Linked DNA regions of Sus scrofa: region 2 is linked to region 1. A link is a contact called in public Hi-C data. All regions are on one chromosome and are shown on one strand. Each heading gives the region's core, a stretch centred on a gene start, on an enhancer-like site or on the middle of the called end of the contact. The rest is flanking DNA. Distances are from core to core; before and after follow the strand shown. Region 1 overlaps XPC (DNA repair protein complementing XP-C cells). Region 2 holds the start of CHCHD4 (coiled-coil-helix-coiled-coil-helix domain containing 4).

The links. Hi-C and Micro-C count contacts between places; a contact is called where the count stands out from the background.
Region 2: a contact with region 1 is called in a Hi-C map of liver, with 2.4 times the contacts expected there. The contact joins the promoter of CHCHD4 here to the enhancer-like site in region 1. A contact is called at or near these places in 5 of 47 Hi-C or Micro-C datasets (heart right ventricle, liver, psoas muscle and 2 more) and 2 of 2 datasets of contacts at active chromatin or transcription factors (alveolar macrophages and skeletal muscle).

The regions. Positions count from the first base shown.
Region 1 is chr13:70,365,974-70,368,702 of Sscrofa11.1, forward strand. It overlaps XPC (DNA repair protein complementing XP-C cells), which reads left to right. Exons shown (of 15, transcript XM_021069376.1): 3 at 700-818. Among named protein-coding and RNA genes, the nearest start is that of XPC, 18 kb to the left of the region's middle. Within about 2 kb of position 1,283, at least 6 of the 83 cell types and tissues checked have an H3K27ac peak or open chromatin away from gene starts, as enhancers often do. A contact at or near this core is called in liver, where this site is marked.
Region 2 is chr13:70,415,924-70,418,763 of Sscrofa11.1, forward strand. It overlaps CHCHD4 (coiled-coil-helix-coiled-coil-helix domain containing 4), which reads left to right and starts at 1,403. Exons shown (of 3, transcript NM_001243499.1): 1 at 1,403-1,596. The coding sequence starts at 1,575. It overlaps TMEM43 (transmembrane protein 43), which reads right to left and starts at 1,290. Exons shown (of 12, transcript XM_021069380.1): 1 at 1,054-1,290. The coding sequence starts at 1,065.

The DNA of each region.
Region 1 (2,729 bases), core at 33-2,532:
GGTAATATTTTCACTTGATACCATGTGTCAAGTCTTACAAAAGCTAAAAGAAACTCAATGCTTTAAACACATAGTGTGTTTAGAATTTGCATTAATATATTACATATTAGCAACCATTTAGTCTTGAGCCAGCATTTAGCCAGCTACTTATCTACATAGTTATCTACTTAACTACCTAGCTGTCCATGGGCCTGTTTTTATATATGACATTCCTGCATATAGTCACGTCCCTACTTACCTAGAAGTTAGAATTCTGGCAACTTCAGTGTCCTTTTGTCCTGTTTCTCAAAGGTAGGGAAAGAATCTTCTGAGTTGGCTCATGGTGGGGTCAGCAAATGTGAATTCCCTCTTCTTTCTGACATCTGGCTCACATGTGTTCATACAGACAGTAAGCTTTTACTCCTAGAACTCACGCTATCTGATTTCTTCCCACAGTTCCCCTCCGCTCAGCTCTAGGTTGTAGGTTCCTCCTATTTTGAGGGTCCATCTGGTGCTGGGGCCATAATTAGGACTCATCTTGTTGGGAACTCGAGGTCTGTGCTGATAAAGGATGAAGGAGGGGGCTCAGAGCTCACAGGTCATGGGCAACTAATCGCAACAGAATCTCAATAGATGGGGCCCTCAAAGCTCTGCTTAGCGTAAATGTGGTGCCAGGATGTCTGAGGTGCCTTTATCATCCTTTCTGTTATCTCTACACAGGGACTTTACAAGCGCCCGGAAGAAGACGCACCTTCCAAAGAAAGAGGCTGCCGTGGACACAGGGGCCTGCGAAGGGGATGCCGAGGAGGACAGTGAGGATGACTGGGAAGAGGTGGAAGGTAAGGCTCTTCCCCTCTCTCTGGGTTCTTTGATCTTGTTTTTCTGTTTGATTCTGTTTGGAGTTGTGTCACGTACTGCAATCCTGTTCTTTTCTTTTGAAACTAATAAGACAAAAATGAGGTTGCACTAGGGACTTGATTTTTTTTTTTTTTTTTTTTTTTTTTTAATATGTTCACACCCAGGACATATGGAAGTTCCCAGGCCAGGGATTAAATTAAATACGAGCCGCAGCTGGGAAGTATGCTGCAGCCATGCTGGATCCTTTAACCCACTGAAGTGGGCCAGGGCTCAAACCTGAGCCTCAGCAGTCGGATTCTTAACCCATTGTGCCACAGCAGAAACTCCATCCAGGGCCTTGCTTTTGATGTATGGAAAAATTCATGACCAGGTTACCAAAGCATGTTGTGTATTCCTTTCCTCTGGTTGCGGTCAGTGGAGGAGGTTATGAAAGAGAGAGCCTAGGCTTTGGGAGGACTTAGACCTGGTTCAGAGTCCAGTTCTGCCTCCTGTCTAGCTGTGTGAATGAGTAACTCCACCTGTCCAAGCCGAGTTTTTCACTGTTAACATTCAGTAAATATCGAATGCTCACTCGGAGCCGGATGGTCTAGGCTCCAGGATTGTTGTGAGCAAAAAGCTGGACCTAGTGCCCCATATACTTAAATGGCAGCTAATGTCACCATCTCTGATTCCTGCCTAGCATGACTTTTCTCCAGCTTCTTATTTTTAAAATGTTCAAACCTACAAAGAAATCGAAATGTCGTCTTGGCGCTCTTCACCTAGACTCACTAAGCTTTTTGTTGTGCCATATTGAATGTGTCTTTCTCTCTGTAAATATTCATCGTGGAGTCACGTGAAAGTAAATCTCAAATATCCTGATTTTTCACTTGTAGAGACTTCAGCAGGGATCTCATAAGAATTAGACATTCTCCTACATAATGAAATATCCTTACCACACCTAGATTAACTCCCTCTTGTTATAAAACTATTCTTTAAAGCTGTTCCCCTGTCCCCCATGCAGGATCAAATAAGGGTTTTTGGTTCTTTTCGTTTGGTCTCTTTAATCTAGAGCGGGGACCCCCCCGACTACCTTTTAAGCTTTTTATAGCCATGCTTTTTTTCGGAGTCCTGGCCTCTTGTGTTGTGGAATGTCTCATATTCTGGTTTTGCCTGGTAAACACTCAGACATCTCAGGGTGGTGGTAAGTTTGTTTCAGCATCCCCTGAATTTCTTATAAACTGTAAGGTAAGTCCAGAGACTTGGTTGCATTTAGATTGAAAGGTTTTTTGGCAAGAATACCTCAGAGCTTTGTGCTTCATATTGTGTGCATCAAGAGGCAGAGGCACTTGACTTCAGGCGGTCTGCTAGGGATGCTGAGATTGACCTTGTCTGTGTTACTGATGGTGCCATTGTTGAGGTACCTCTTCCTTTTGTAGTTGATCATCTCTAATGGAACTCTGAGTCCAGGAGAATGTCATGTTCCACAATCACTTTTTACTTAACGGTCTTAGAATGTGCGTTGATGACCTCAACTGAATCAAAGATTATTACATTGAGTGTTGCAAAGTGGCAATGTTCTGATTCTGTCATTTCATGTGTATTTACTAGCCAGCTTTGATCTATAATGAAAAGCTCTCCCTTTTAAGAATTGTATTTATTTTGGGGAGTTCCCGACGTGGCACAGTGGTTAACGAATCCGACTGGGAACCATGAGGTTGCGGGTTCGATCCCCGCCCTTGCTCAGTGGGTAATGATCCGGCATTGCTGTGAGCTGTGGTGTAGGTTGCAGACGCGGCTCGGATCCAGCGTTGCTGTGGCCCTGGTGTAGGCCAGCGGCTTCAGCTCCAATTCGACCCCTAGCCTGGGAACTTCCATATGCCACGGGAGCGGCCCAAGAAATGGCAAAAAGACAA
Region 2 (2,840 bases), core at 153-2,652, 50 kb after region 1:
GAGGGAAGACCCTGGGTCTCCCGGACCACCTCTGAGGCTTTTCTAGGTGCTTTTTCAAAGGCTTCTTGGCCTCCCAGACAATGCAAACTCAGGCAAAGTGTGCTGGGGCTGTGGGTGAGGCAAACCCTGGCTTCTCAGGGGGTGTGGAAGGCAGAGAGGACCTTGGGGACAGAGGAAGGGCCTGTTAAGAGGGTGTGAAAGGCCAAGAGAGAGAGTGGTTAGGACATGCCACCAAAGCAGGAGGGAGGGAGTGCCTCAGCTGGCTGGGCTCCGAGCTGGCACCAGAGGCACTTTTGCAGAAGACAGGAACATGAGTCACCAGCTTCTCCCACACCCAGCACCCTGTTGGCAGGTGCCCCTCGGTTTGTTGAATGAATGTGGGGCTTAAATAGAAAGGTTCCTCAGAAAAGCAGGGAGAAAAGCAGCTGCCTTTCCAAGGGCACCGCCCTCAGCCAGGGCCTTTCCAACCAAGCCAAAGCCAGGAAGACGAGGGGCCAGCAGTAGGGAAATGCTCCCTCTCCCAGTCATGCTAACTCCTCTGCTCCAAACTAGTCTGCCCCTCTGCACAACATCAGAGCCTTGGTTTACATACTCCCTGGAGCGGGGACCTCAGTGCCTGCTAGGACAGTGCGTTTCTGGACAGCTTCACCAGGGCGATATCTGCCTCCCCACACACCCCATGGGGGACTCCTGTCTGAAGTCCCGTCCAACTCTCAAGTCCGCAAATGTGAGAATCCCAAAGGCGCAGGCGGGAACCGAGAAGGAAAGAAGGAGCTGCGCGGAGGCGCCGCACATAAGCGGACCCGGAGACAGAGCCACACCTCCAGAGGTTGCGTCTCTACCACCACGCGCCCCCGAGGAGGACGTGGACCACCGGGTGCTGACCGCACGTACGGACGACCTGGCTGCCCTGCCGGAAGGAGCGGACCCGGGAGCGAGAGGGAGGAAGGGCCGGCTGCACGGAGGCGGTTAGCCGCACAAGGGGCTACGGCGGGCGGCCGGGAGAGTGGACGAGGCAGCCTGGGTGTGGCCGGCGAAGCCGGGGACACTCACGTTCGCAGCCATGGCAGGATCCGGTCACCGCCCGCCTCACTCGGCTCAGCAAGAAAACGGACTTACGGCTGCACCACGGAATCCCGCCACCTCTCGACAGCCAGATGGCGGCCAAAAGGCGCGGGAAGCCCGGAGCCCTAGGATGCGCTACAGAGCAACGCCCCGCAAGCCGCGGTTTTTCTGCTCTCGCCCGCCGCGCCTCCTCCTGGGAAACGTAGTCTGGTGCCCTCTCCGGAAGTTGCAACCTACCCGGTACCTCACTGGTGCACCTGCGCATTGCAGGTCATTCTGGGAATTGCAGTTCCTTCTGTCTAGGGAGTTGCTCGGCGGCGCGCGGCCTGCTGGGAAATGTAGTTCCCGGTTGAGAAGGCCGGGCTAGGAGCTCCGAGGCAGGCGCGCGGAGGGCAGGCCTGGAGGGGGCGGGTCCGCACGGGCCTCCCAGCCGCCCGCCTCGCCGGGGAGAGGTCACGGCGTGAGGCAGCCACCGCGATCACCGCGAGGTTGGAGCGCCGGGCTGCACTATGGCCTACTGCCGGCAGGAAGGTAGGAGGGCGGGGTACCTAGAGACGGCCTACGAGGGCCTGCAGGGAACAGGCGGATTGTGCGGCCCCCGCGCCCCACCACTGGTGCGGAAGATAGTCCTCGGACCCTTGCGTCGGGTCTCCATCCCCGCTTTACAGATGGGCAGCGGGGAGAAGCGAGGCGGTCCAAGGTCACCGTGAGGCTCGAACCCGGACGTCTGAGGGACCACCACGTGAGAGAGCTCTTAAATTAGGCCTGGGGGTCGGAGGAGTGCGAGCGCGCTGCCGCTGGCTCCTAACGGAGAGTTTATAGGTATTAATTGTTACTATGGCGCTTACCCACACCACGTGTTCCGGTTTGCGCCGCCCGTCAACAGTCCTGGAAAGTCGCCCTCGGCGTGCTCTGTGCTGCGGCGTGGAGTACCGCCCGAGGGGACCGGTCAGGCGCTGGTGCGCCCTAAGCCAGGCCCTGTTCATTTCCCGAGAGTAAACAGCGACCCAGAGGTGACTAGGCTAATGCCATGATGCCGGCAAGTCCGGAAGCTGGGGTTGGACCCCCGCGGTCTGATTCCAGAGCTGCCCAGCCTGGTGACCAGTGGATTCCAGGGAGCCTTCCGTTGGGAAGACAACCCCCCAAAAAAACAAAACTAAATAGGTTTCTGTCTATGGTCTCTCTCCTTGTTACCTCTCCTGGAACCCCAGAAGTCTCCAGGCCAGGGGTTCGAGGGCCTCCGCGCACAACCGCTAACTGGCTCTTTGTCCCTGAGCTGTCACCCAGCCCCTCCAAGGCCCAGTGTTCAGTCTTGTAAAATGAGAAGTAGGCCTTCCTTCCTTCTCCACATATTCATGAAGCACCTTTTTAGTGCCAGGTGAGGGTGATGGTGAACACCTGAGACTTTAAAGCTCCAGAGAGAGCTGGAACTCTCCCTGAAATTCTTTAATGAATAGTCTAGCTCCCTCAGGTCATTGAGGGACCCTTAAGCCCAGAGATGGAGGTGATCTACCCAAGGTCATGCTTAGGTAGGAAAACAGCTCAATCTAAAATGCTAGGCCTTTCCCCCAGTACCCCATTCTGCTTCCAGAACCCTCCTTCCCTGGGTCATAAAGTCATAATACTCACGATGTCTCTAATGAGTGCTATTTTAATTGATTGATATTTAACTCTGCCTTGAGCAAAAGTCCTCTGCCCTCACCGCTTTGTTAGAGAGTAGGTCTCTTGTTTTTTATTGCCTTCTGAGTCTACTTTACTTCATCATTTAGCAATTT